2 separate regions of the Mus musculus genome follow, and region 2 is linked to region 1. The links are chromatin contacts, called in public Hi-C maps. All regions are on one chromosome and are shown on one strand. Each heading gives the region's core, a stretch centred on a gene start, on an enhancer-like site or on the middle of the called end of the contact. The rest is flanking DNA. Distances are from core to core; before and after follow the strand shown. Region 1 has its middle 54 kb from the start of Mir1843b. Region 2 has its middle 41 kb from the start of Tnr.

Region 1 (4,557 bases), core at 1,085-3,584:
TGATCTTCCCCTGAGGAAACACAACATATCCTATCGGAAAGCCTGATTACTGGTGTCCTCTATCAATTTTACCCTGAAAGGATAATAGCCCAGAGGTATGAGGCGATTTGCCTAAGGACACACAGCAAATCAACAGAAGAGAAGAGACTAGATGAATCCAGGTGCGTTGATGACCTTCCAGTTCAGATTCAGGAGAAAATCCAGGAGCTAGAGATTTGGACTGAATCCTGCTCCATACGTTTAGACAAATTAATTCTGCCCTGGGCTCTGACTGCCCTTTCTGAAACACGAGACAAGAACAGTGAGCTTTGAGGAAAGTCGGAGAGAGTCAGGGTCAGTCTCCTGCTTCTCCCTGATAGCCAGCTGCCCACGCCCTTCCACTCCATGCCCTTCAAGCTCATTTCCTTGTTCTCCAAGAAACTGGGAGAAATGGATATTTTGGGGTTACCTCAAAATGCAGACTCGTATGTGGTTTCGCCCCAGTGACTCTCTGCTCACAGACCTTGGAGGTGTCCTGAGCCTCAGTAGAGCCCCTAAGAGCCATTGATAGTCATCTCATGAGAAGACCGAAGCCAGAACCTCTTTCTGCTTTCAGGCACCCACACCGCACCTATGCGCATGCGCCTTCCTCCCTCCTCCCCGCCCCGCTCCCCACACACCACATGCACGCAAGCACAGAAGCCCTCTTATGAGGATAGACACTCTTCACCTCGCACCCCTAAAATGAGAAAATGTCCCTAGTAGTACTGGAGTAGAGGGATGAGGGGAGCCCAATTTGCCTTGTTCATCTATCCATCCATTCAGCAAACATTTTCCAAAAGCTTCCTACATTCTGGATATTGTTTAAAACTCGGAGATGGGGGTTAAAAGTCCTAAACATTATGGGATGCGGAAGATGCATCAGGGGCAAGGGGATTGAATAAGCTATACAATGTGCTCTCTCTGTAAGTGGAACCCATGTTGTGTGGTCCTTTCATTCCTCAGGAAGTCAATATGGGGGACACTTTCCCATCAGCCAGCCGTCTGCCTGGAATGAACAATAACACTGCTCAATGAAAATGTAACGTAGACCATGCTGCATCTTACCCTAAAGTTTGTAGTATATAGGAAAAAATTATAACAGCTCATAGTAAGTTTAATAATATGTTTTGTTTAATCTAACATATCCTAAATTCATCTTAAACTTATAGTTAGAACAAAAGAAAATTACTAAGGAGACACTCTGTCCCTTTTGTTTGTGCTGGGTCATCTGGATCCTGTGTGCGTGTTGTACTTACAACAGCACTCAGTGAGAAATCCACACAGTGCTCAGTTGCCACAATGTTTGTGTGTGTTGGGGGTGGGGTGGGGTAATTGTACCCTACTGGAAGCAAAAGAGGCACAAAAGAGGCAAAGCTCACCTAGCCTGCTTGGTTCTTCTTCAGAGCCCCAGGTCCTGGACTCTTCTTTTTCCCTTGGGGGTGGGGGGAGGGGTTAGGATATGTATGGAGGTCACAGCCAAACTTGTGAGAGTGGGTTTTTTCCTTCTACCATTTGGGCTCTGGGAACTGAACTCAGGATTGTTCACAAATGCCCTTACCTTCAAAGCCATCTCTTCAGCTCCTAGGTCTATATTCTTGAGCATACTTCTTGCCCATGTCCTCAATCAAAAGACGAGACAGCTCCCATCTACTTTTTCTCTCCCTAAGTCTCTCTTTGCCCTTTTTCTTTTAAGTCAGGCTATCCTGTAACCCAGGATGACTTCAAACTCACTTTATAGCCAAGGTTGATTTTGAACTTCCGATCCTGCTGTCTCAACCTCCCAAGTGCTGGGACTACAGGTCTCTGTTGCCATAACTTCTTTATGTGGTGCTTGAAAGCAAACCCCAGGTTTCATGTGCTGAGCAATCTCTGTACAAGATGAGCTGCATTTCTGTACCACCCTCATCACTCCCCTTTCTCTTCCAGAGACCTGCTCTGCTCCCGGTGAGTCTGATGTGTGACATCAGTCTCTGGGTGCTTATGTGGCCAGATTGCTGCATGTAGGGAGACTAGAACAGACATATGCAGCCCCTGAGAGTGACACTGGAGGAGTGGGAAAGTGGGTCTCAGCCTACCTAGGTCTCAGGCCAGAAAAGACCATCTTCTTGCTTGGACATACCCACCTTTATTATATTAAAACACTGAAAATCCTTCCTGGGCTCAACTTGTGAAATTGGCCCCCTCTTGTCCTTGGCTTTAAGGAGGTGTCTGGGATCCAGAACAGAATGCAGTTGGAGAAAGCACTCCCTAGCCATTCTGCCTTCAGTGTTCTTTCTGCTGACTTGTGTGGCCTTCCTCGGGTCTATCCCTGACCTTGAAGGTCAAGTTCATCTCAAGCAAACACTCTGATATTAAGCACAGAGAAGCCAGGGACATCTCAGGCCTGGAGTTTTCTGCAAGCCATTTGGTGCCACTCCCTGCTCAGACTTCCTCTCCCTAACCCTCCTTTTAGACATCCCCTCAGCCATGCTTGGACAGCCCACAGGCATGAAACTCAGTCCCTTACTTGGCTGTCCCTTTGTCCTCCAAAATATCTCCCTCCTATCCTCCCTGCTCCTCTCTCCTAAATCCCATCTACAAATAGAAAATAATTAATAATAATAATAATAATAATTCTGTGAGAGCAAATACAAATAGTTGGGAGCTATTTGACATGCTGGCTTCAAGACCCTTCTAACAACACCATAAGATAGACACCCCTTCCCCATGTTAGAGGGATGTAAATGAAACTGAAAGCAGTGGAATTATTTGTCCAAGTTTACAGTTCATAAGTACAGAGCCAAGGCCTGCCCGTGTAACTTCAGAGATGCCTGTATCCTATTAAGCAACTTAGGGAAAGTAAAATGAATGGTCCATGCCCACAGGAAATGAAATCTAGGCAAGGAGACAGTGCAGCTGCATGGAAAATTCCTAAGACGGTTTCTATCCAGAAATGTTTTATAACTAGGGAATCTGGAAGAAGAAGAAGAAGGCAGTGTGCATGCGTGGGAGGGGCTGCCTAGCTGCCTCAATAGCTGTGGCAGGCTCCAGGCTCCTGCATCCTGCTCTCCCTGCCTGCTGAGTTAGTGCCCCTGCCCACTTCCTGGCCCCTCCAGTGTGAGTCTCACACAGCTCCTCCAGCCTGATTGACTGCAGCAGAGAGACAACAACCCCTTAACCCCACCCCACCCCCAGCTAGCTTAGCGAGGCAGCATATGCTGCTGTGGAAAGTTGAACAATTGCACTTCTAAATAACAGCTCAACATGGAATAGAAGGGATGTTGCAAGGCAGGAGATGATTAATTGCCAAATGAATCATTGAAATTGTAATTTCAGTGGAATGCATGATTGCTGCAGGCCGGAATTGTAAGGAGAGACCAGGAGGAGACTGAATGGCCCGGCCAGGCAGAGAGGGCTGTTCAGCTGAGGGTCAGGGGTCAGAGAGGTACTCCTGAAAGGTTGTCTGAGACCACAGCATAGAGGCAAGCTTTCACTGTAGTGTCAAGAGCCCCTTGGAGCGAGGACTGCAGACCTGCTTGCCACGGGGATCTCCCCATGATGACCCATCGCACCTGGCCTCCCACCTGCTCTCTGGCTCTGTGGGATGCTGGCTCGCATCCTCCGGCCTCCTCTGACCTACTAGCCTCCTTTGTGCATCAGCTGCTCACGCTACACAGTAGGTAAGAGGCAGATCTCTCATCTATCCCTCGAGTGGAAGGGCATGCTGCTGAGCTGGAATAAGAAATGAAAATTCAGCATGTTCTGTTATGTTGGGGTTCGTTTTTCACAAGAGCTCCAACACCCCTGAGCCAGGTCCCGTTGCCTGAAATGTAGGACAGTGTCATAAGCAGAGGCTACCACTGCAATCTCAGCCTTCCTCCTTACTGGGTGTTGAAATTGTGTGGTCTTCCTTAATTTTCCTAACCTTCCTGAGCCTTAGTTTCCTTATGTGGGAATGTGTGATGTGGAATTGTACTCGAACAGCTCCTGCCTAGGGCAGGCTCCTGGTAACCCAGATCCATAAAGGTGGAGGCTATTGGGCTGGGGAGATAGTTCAGTTAGTAAAGTGCTTGCCATACAAGTCTGAGATTCAATCACTACCACCCATATAAAAATGTGATGTGCAGGGGCACACCTGTCATCCCAGCCTGATGTGGTGGGGCACACCTGTCATCCCAGCCTGATGTGGAGGGGCACACCTGTCATCCCAGCCTGATGTAGTAGGGACACACCTGTCATCCCAGTTCTGGAGATGCAGAGGTAGGAGGATCTTGGGGCTTGCTGGCCAGTCAGTCAAACTGATGTGATGAATTCCAGGTTCAGCGAGAGACCCTATCTCAAAAACTAATATGGGGAGTTATAGAGGAAGACACCTATTCTTAACCACACACACACACACACACACACACACACACACACACACACACACACACACACACACACACACAGAGAGAGAGAGAGAGAGAGAGAGAGAGAGAGAGAGAGAGAGAGTTTATTATCAAAGAATGGGCCAATAACAAACAATAAAACCATCTGTTTTAGGGAGGCATTGTAGGG
Region 2 (4,557 bases), core at 911-3,410, 89 kb before region 1:
TACAAACCCTCCGTGAAGTTCCCCTACATTTTGTCTGCTCAGAAATGGTTGTTTTTAAAAACTGACAATTCTAGAAAAACCACAGACCTCACTGGCTCATGCTCTGTCATATGACCATGTCTTCAATAAATGGTTAAATGTTGTTTGAAAAAATAAAACTGAAGGCAAGTGTCTATTTTTTTTTTAATTAATCCAACCAAGTTTTTGACTGTTTTTCAATCTAAGATAAACATGTCAGTTTGTGTCATAGGAATGCTCCAAAAGAACCCAGTCCAGTACGATTCTAGGACTCACAAAGAGCCCTTTGCACTGCCTTTCAAGCAAAATGATCTCCTGAAGGAAAGAGGCTCCTAGTCCATTGACAAGAACTCTAGTACTTCAGGTGACAGAGGCAGGGAGTTAGCTTATCTCCAAAGCCTGTAGTCAATGAAGCCAGGTGTGCTGTGCCTAGGGCTCCTCTCTCCTAGCAAGTTGACCTCAGTAGAGTGACAGCTCTGAGTACTGAATAGGCTCATAAGGCCAATTTCTCAAGTAGATACAGACACTTTGAACTTTGAGAAAATTACTCCAATTAATGGCCACATACACAGAGCAGACAATGCTTAGTGCCACTGAGTCAGTGGGGCTTCAATGATCAGAAAGGAAAACAGAAAGAAAGAGACTAGAAGAAGAGGCATTTACCCCAGACGTAGGAAAGAATGGTTAACCAAGGGGAGCATGGAAGGGATTTGCCCTGCAATTTTCTGAAAAGAGTGTTCACTAAGCAGAAGCAGGCCTGCTGAGTTTCTGGTGGAGGTGGATAAACCATGGGTGCCCTGGGCATCCTTCTCTACCACTCTCTGCCTGGCTCTGTATAAACAGAGAAAGAAGAAGTCAGAGCCTGGGTACTAGTCCAGAGTGAGGGGTGAGGATGGCTGCCACACAATCAAAGAAGCTCACAAAAATAAAAAGTCTCAAGGCAACAGCCAAGGGCATTGCAGAACAGAAATATTAGCTGTTGATTTTAAAGTGGCAAGATTGTTGCAACGTAAATAACCATCTTCACTTCCATCCCTGTCCCACACTGATACAAATATATATACTCCATGACCATAAATCAACAAAAATAGACAAGTTTCCTTCAGGGTCAATATAGGGCGGAAGAGAAACATCTGATGCCAAGGGACTGTGTGACAATCCATAAAATGTGCTCATTCTGTAGAAGTAGGGTTTCAGAGGCTAGGCAATGATGAGAACCTGTGCATCCCCGGATCTGAGGAGGATCTTGATGTAAGCATTGCAATTCCATGGGGTGCTCACTGGCGGCTGGATGAAATCTAATCCAAATGTTATACGCTGGGGTGTTATTCAAACATCAGGATGGAAAATCAGAAGTTAGACAAGATCCTAGATAAAGGGGGACCCATGTAAGGGGAGAATGGAGGAAGGGATGGGAGGAGACTCCTTAAGACAGAAAGATCAGGAAGAGGTCTCTAAGGAGTCTCTAAGATCAGAGACTCACAACCGAGGCTGCACAGTGGGGTCCAGCTTCCAGAGCTTACCTAATGAACTTGACTCATAAAGGGGGAGGTGAACCAGATTACATCTTCCTGGGCATCTCTAGTGGAGGGTTTCCCATTAGCTCTCCAAAATGGGGACCTGGACAATGAGATAGAAAAAGGAGTAGTTATGGAAAGTATAGGGTACTGGTTGGGAAAAAAAAAAAGAGACCCTAGCCAGGAGTCAGAAGGAGTAAGCAATGAATGAATTTGGAGCAGAGGGAGGTGCTGACTGGCTTCTGTGGTCCTTTGGCAAGAATCATAAATCCCCAAATGACCAAGATGACTGTACTGATGGTGGAAGAGATAAATCCAGTGAGATTTCATAAAAGGCATTTATAAAGCCCAGAAAAGAAACCAAAGAATAAAGGCTGGGCTAATGGAGGAAACATCAGAGATAGAAATAATGAAGGTAAATACAGTTTTAAGGAGATAGGCTGGTCTGCTGAGTGCTGGGTCTGAGGTAACAGCCAAATGAAGTGTCTAATTAGACCATTAAAATTATGGGATGGGATTTGCAGCCAGGATTTTAGATTGAGTTTATGAGTCATGCACCTAAAGTAAATTCAAGCATGTGATAGGAAATTGAAGAAGCCTGTATTTACACAAATGAGAGGACCCACGTAGTCAGAGAATAAGGTGTGGCTAGAGAACAGGGCAGAGAGCAGAGGTCATAGGCTGTCTGTTAAGCCTCACTCAAGAGACCTTGTGGATCCTCTGAGAGAGCAGACTGGTCCATGGTCCCCGAAAACCTCTTTGAAGATGTCTGCAGAAAAGCACTCAAACTGTTAGAAGTCAGGGTTAAAAACCCGAAGGGAGCATCCCCCATCACCTCATCGAAATCAACAATAAAGATAAAAAATGCAGGACTATAGAAGTTGTGATAGGGTGAGAGTCTCTCCCCTAAAGGCATGAGCCAAAGAGGCAGCTGGGGGGAGGGGTAAGGCTTTCGGCAAATCAAGAAGTGAGGGGTCCAGGTCCCTGCAGAGATGGGAAGGGACATAGCTGGGCACAGAGTAGCCCCAGGAAAGGAAAATGTCTATCAGGTAACTACTGCTGCATGACAAATCACCCACAGTTCATTAGATTAAGGCACTACTGTGTTAATCAAGTTCTCTGGAGAAGTAAAACCAATAAAAGGGGTAGAAAGGAGTAAGGGAGAGGAGGGGTGTTGTCAGGAATTTGTTCATGAAATTGTACAAAAAGAGGCTCCAAAATTATCAGAGACTCATAGCTAGAACTCCTGGAAATGGTGAGGGGATCTTTTTCCTTAAAGTATTCATCTGACTGAATGAGGCTTACCCACATTACAAGGGGCAAGTTGCTTTAGTCTACCACTTTAAAAGTTAATTATATCTGAAAAATACCTTCACAGAGGCATTCATATATGTATAGCAAACACCTAGGTGTTGTATGACCTAGTCAATTAATAAATGAAATAAGCCATGAAAACTACCTTTCATTTCGATTCTGAGTTTCTATGCAGATTGGGCAGTTCTTTCTAGACCAGGCTTGACTGAGGTCATGTAGATTTGTTTATGCATCTGTGGCCAGTTACTGAATTGGGACCTTGGGGTGGCCTCTACTGGTCTCTGCTACTACACCTCAGCCCCCCTCTATGTTGGCTACCATCTTCCAGCAAGCTAGCCTGTGCTTGTCATGACCAAGGGGATTCTCTTATCATTAGCTGACTTTTGACTCTACCTGGATGGATTTAAAGAGCAAATGAGAAGCATCTCGTCTACACCAGTAGGAGAGTTAGTCCTGGTCCTTGAGTGCCAGAGCCTGGAGACTATTAGGGTAGCCAAAAGCTTATAGCTACATGCTCTGTAAGCTTCAACATGAGCAGGCACTGTCTGCTGCTTCTTGTTCTAGAGTGACTTATGGTTAAAGCCCTAATTAATACATCTAACCTAGAGCCAAAGGTCTAAGTCCTGGAGCAGGAGACTTTTGGTATTACAGATACTAATAAAACATACAGTTTGGGAGTCTAGGCTTTGACATTGGTTAGTGTTATAGTTTTAAACTCTGGGACATTTATTCTGTCAACTTAGTTGTTCTTTAGAACTCTTCCAGGGATGGGGATGGGGGGTGGGTCTCATCTCAGGCTCTTCTCAGCCTTCTTTTTCCAACCTTGACACTCTGCCACATTTGCTTCTTGCCATTTAGTCTCCTGTCACTATCTGTGGCTCTTCAGGTAGCCTGTCTTCACTATTAATTTCTTCTTGTTACATCTACTCACATATGCTACTGTTATTGCCATTAAGGCAGTGGCTGCTATACTCTACCACTGTTTCCATGGTCTTTCCTTCATGTTACTGTTTCAGCACACTCCACTAATAATAAAAAGCAGGACTAGGCAAGAAAAGATCATCAGTAGGAAGGTTCCACCCACCACTGGGCCTAATATTATAACATCAGGAAGCAGCACAGGGTTATCTCCTAGCTAGCTTATCAAATGAGGCAATAGTCTCCTCATATAGCTAAAACAAGGTATGCAAGGGTGTTTGCACATGTCACAGCAGTTTCTCGTGCACATGAAGGACCATACTTACATCAATCACAAGTCTATGGATCCATCAGGAAAAGTGCCCCCATCCCACCTGGGTGAAAATGGACAACAGAGTTCACAAAATCTTGCTATGACAAAGGCCCATGTAAGTTGTTTTAAGCCATCATAGCTAGGATATTGTATTCTGGTACTAGGGCTATGCTAGAAAGCAAGCAACATAGTGGTCTTGTGGCTTTCTGAAGACATCCCCTGAGTGTCCAAATCAGCCAAGCTGCCATGAGGGCAGTCCCACCAGATATTAAGAATTCTTCTCAAGATAGCCAGGCACAAGGGAATAATCTAACAATTGTCATGGAGTCAGACCACCATACCTCCAACAGCTTAGCATCTGGGCAAGAATAAATTAATGTTAAAGGGGGCTTCCAAAAAAAGTTTATCATTGACAAGTACTTAGTACTCTAGTAAGGTTTATCTCTGATCCTACTGTCCCAGGAAAGATGCATTCTC

What was found. A called contact is a pair of places that touch in the nucleus more often than the background predicts.
Region 2: a contact with region 1 is called in a Hi-C map of the N1E-115 cell line, with 2.3 times the contacts expected there. The contact joins two enhancer-like sites. A contact is called at or near these places in 1 of 15 datasets of contacts at CTCF or cohesin (the NIH/3T3 cell line), 4 of 484 Hi-C or Micro-C datasets (the G1E-ER4 cell line, the N1E-115 cell line, cerebral cortex and 1 more) and 1 of 115 datasets of contacts at active chromatin or transcription factors (stem cell-derived neural progenitor cells).

What each region holds. Positions count from the first base shown.
Region 1 is chr1:159,391,923-159,396,479 of GRCm38.p6, reverse strand. No RefSeq gene overlaps it. Among named protein-coding and RNA genes, the nearest start is that of Mir1843b, 54 kb to the right of the region's middle. Within about 2 kb of position 2,334, at least 114 of the 459 cell types and tissues checked have an H3K27ac peak or open chromatin away from gene starts, as enhancers often do. A contact at or near this core is called in the N1E-115 cell line, where this site is marked.
Region 2 is chr1:159,480,659-159,485,215 of GRCm38.p6, reverse strand. No RefSeq gene overlaps it. Among named protein-coding and RNA genes, the nearest start is that of Tnr, 41 kb to the left of the region's middle. Within about 2 kb of position 2,160, at least 4 of the 459 cell types and tissues checked have an H3K27ac peak or open chromatin away from gene starts, as enhancers often do. A contact at or near this core is called in the N1E-115 cell line, where this site is marked.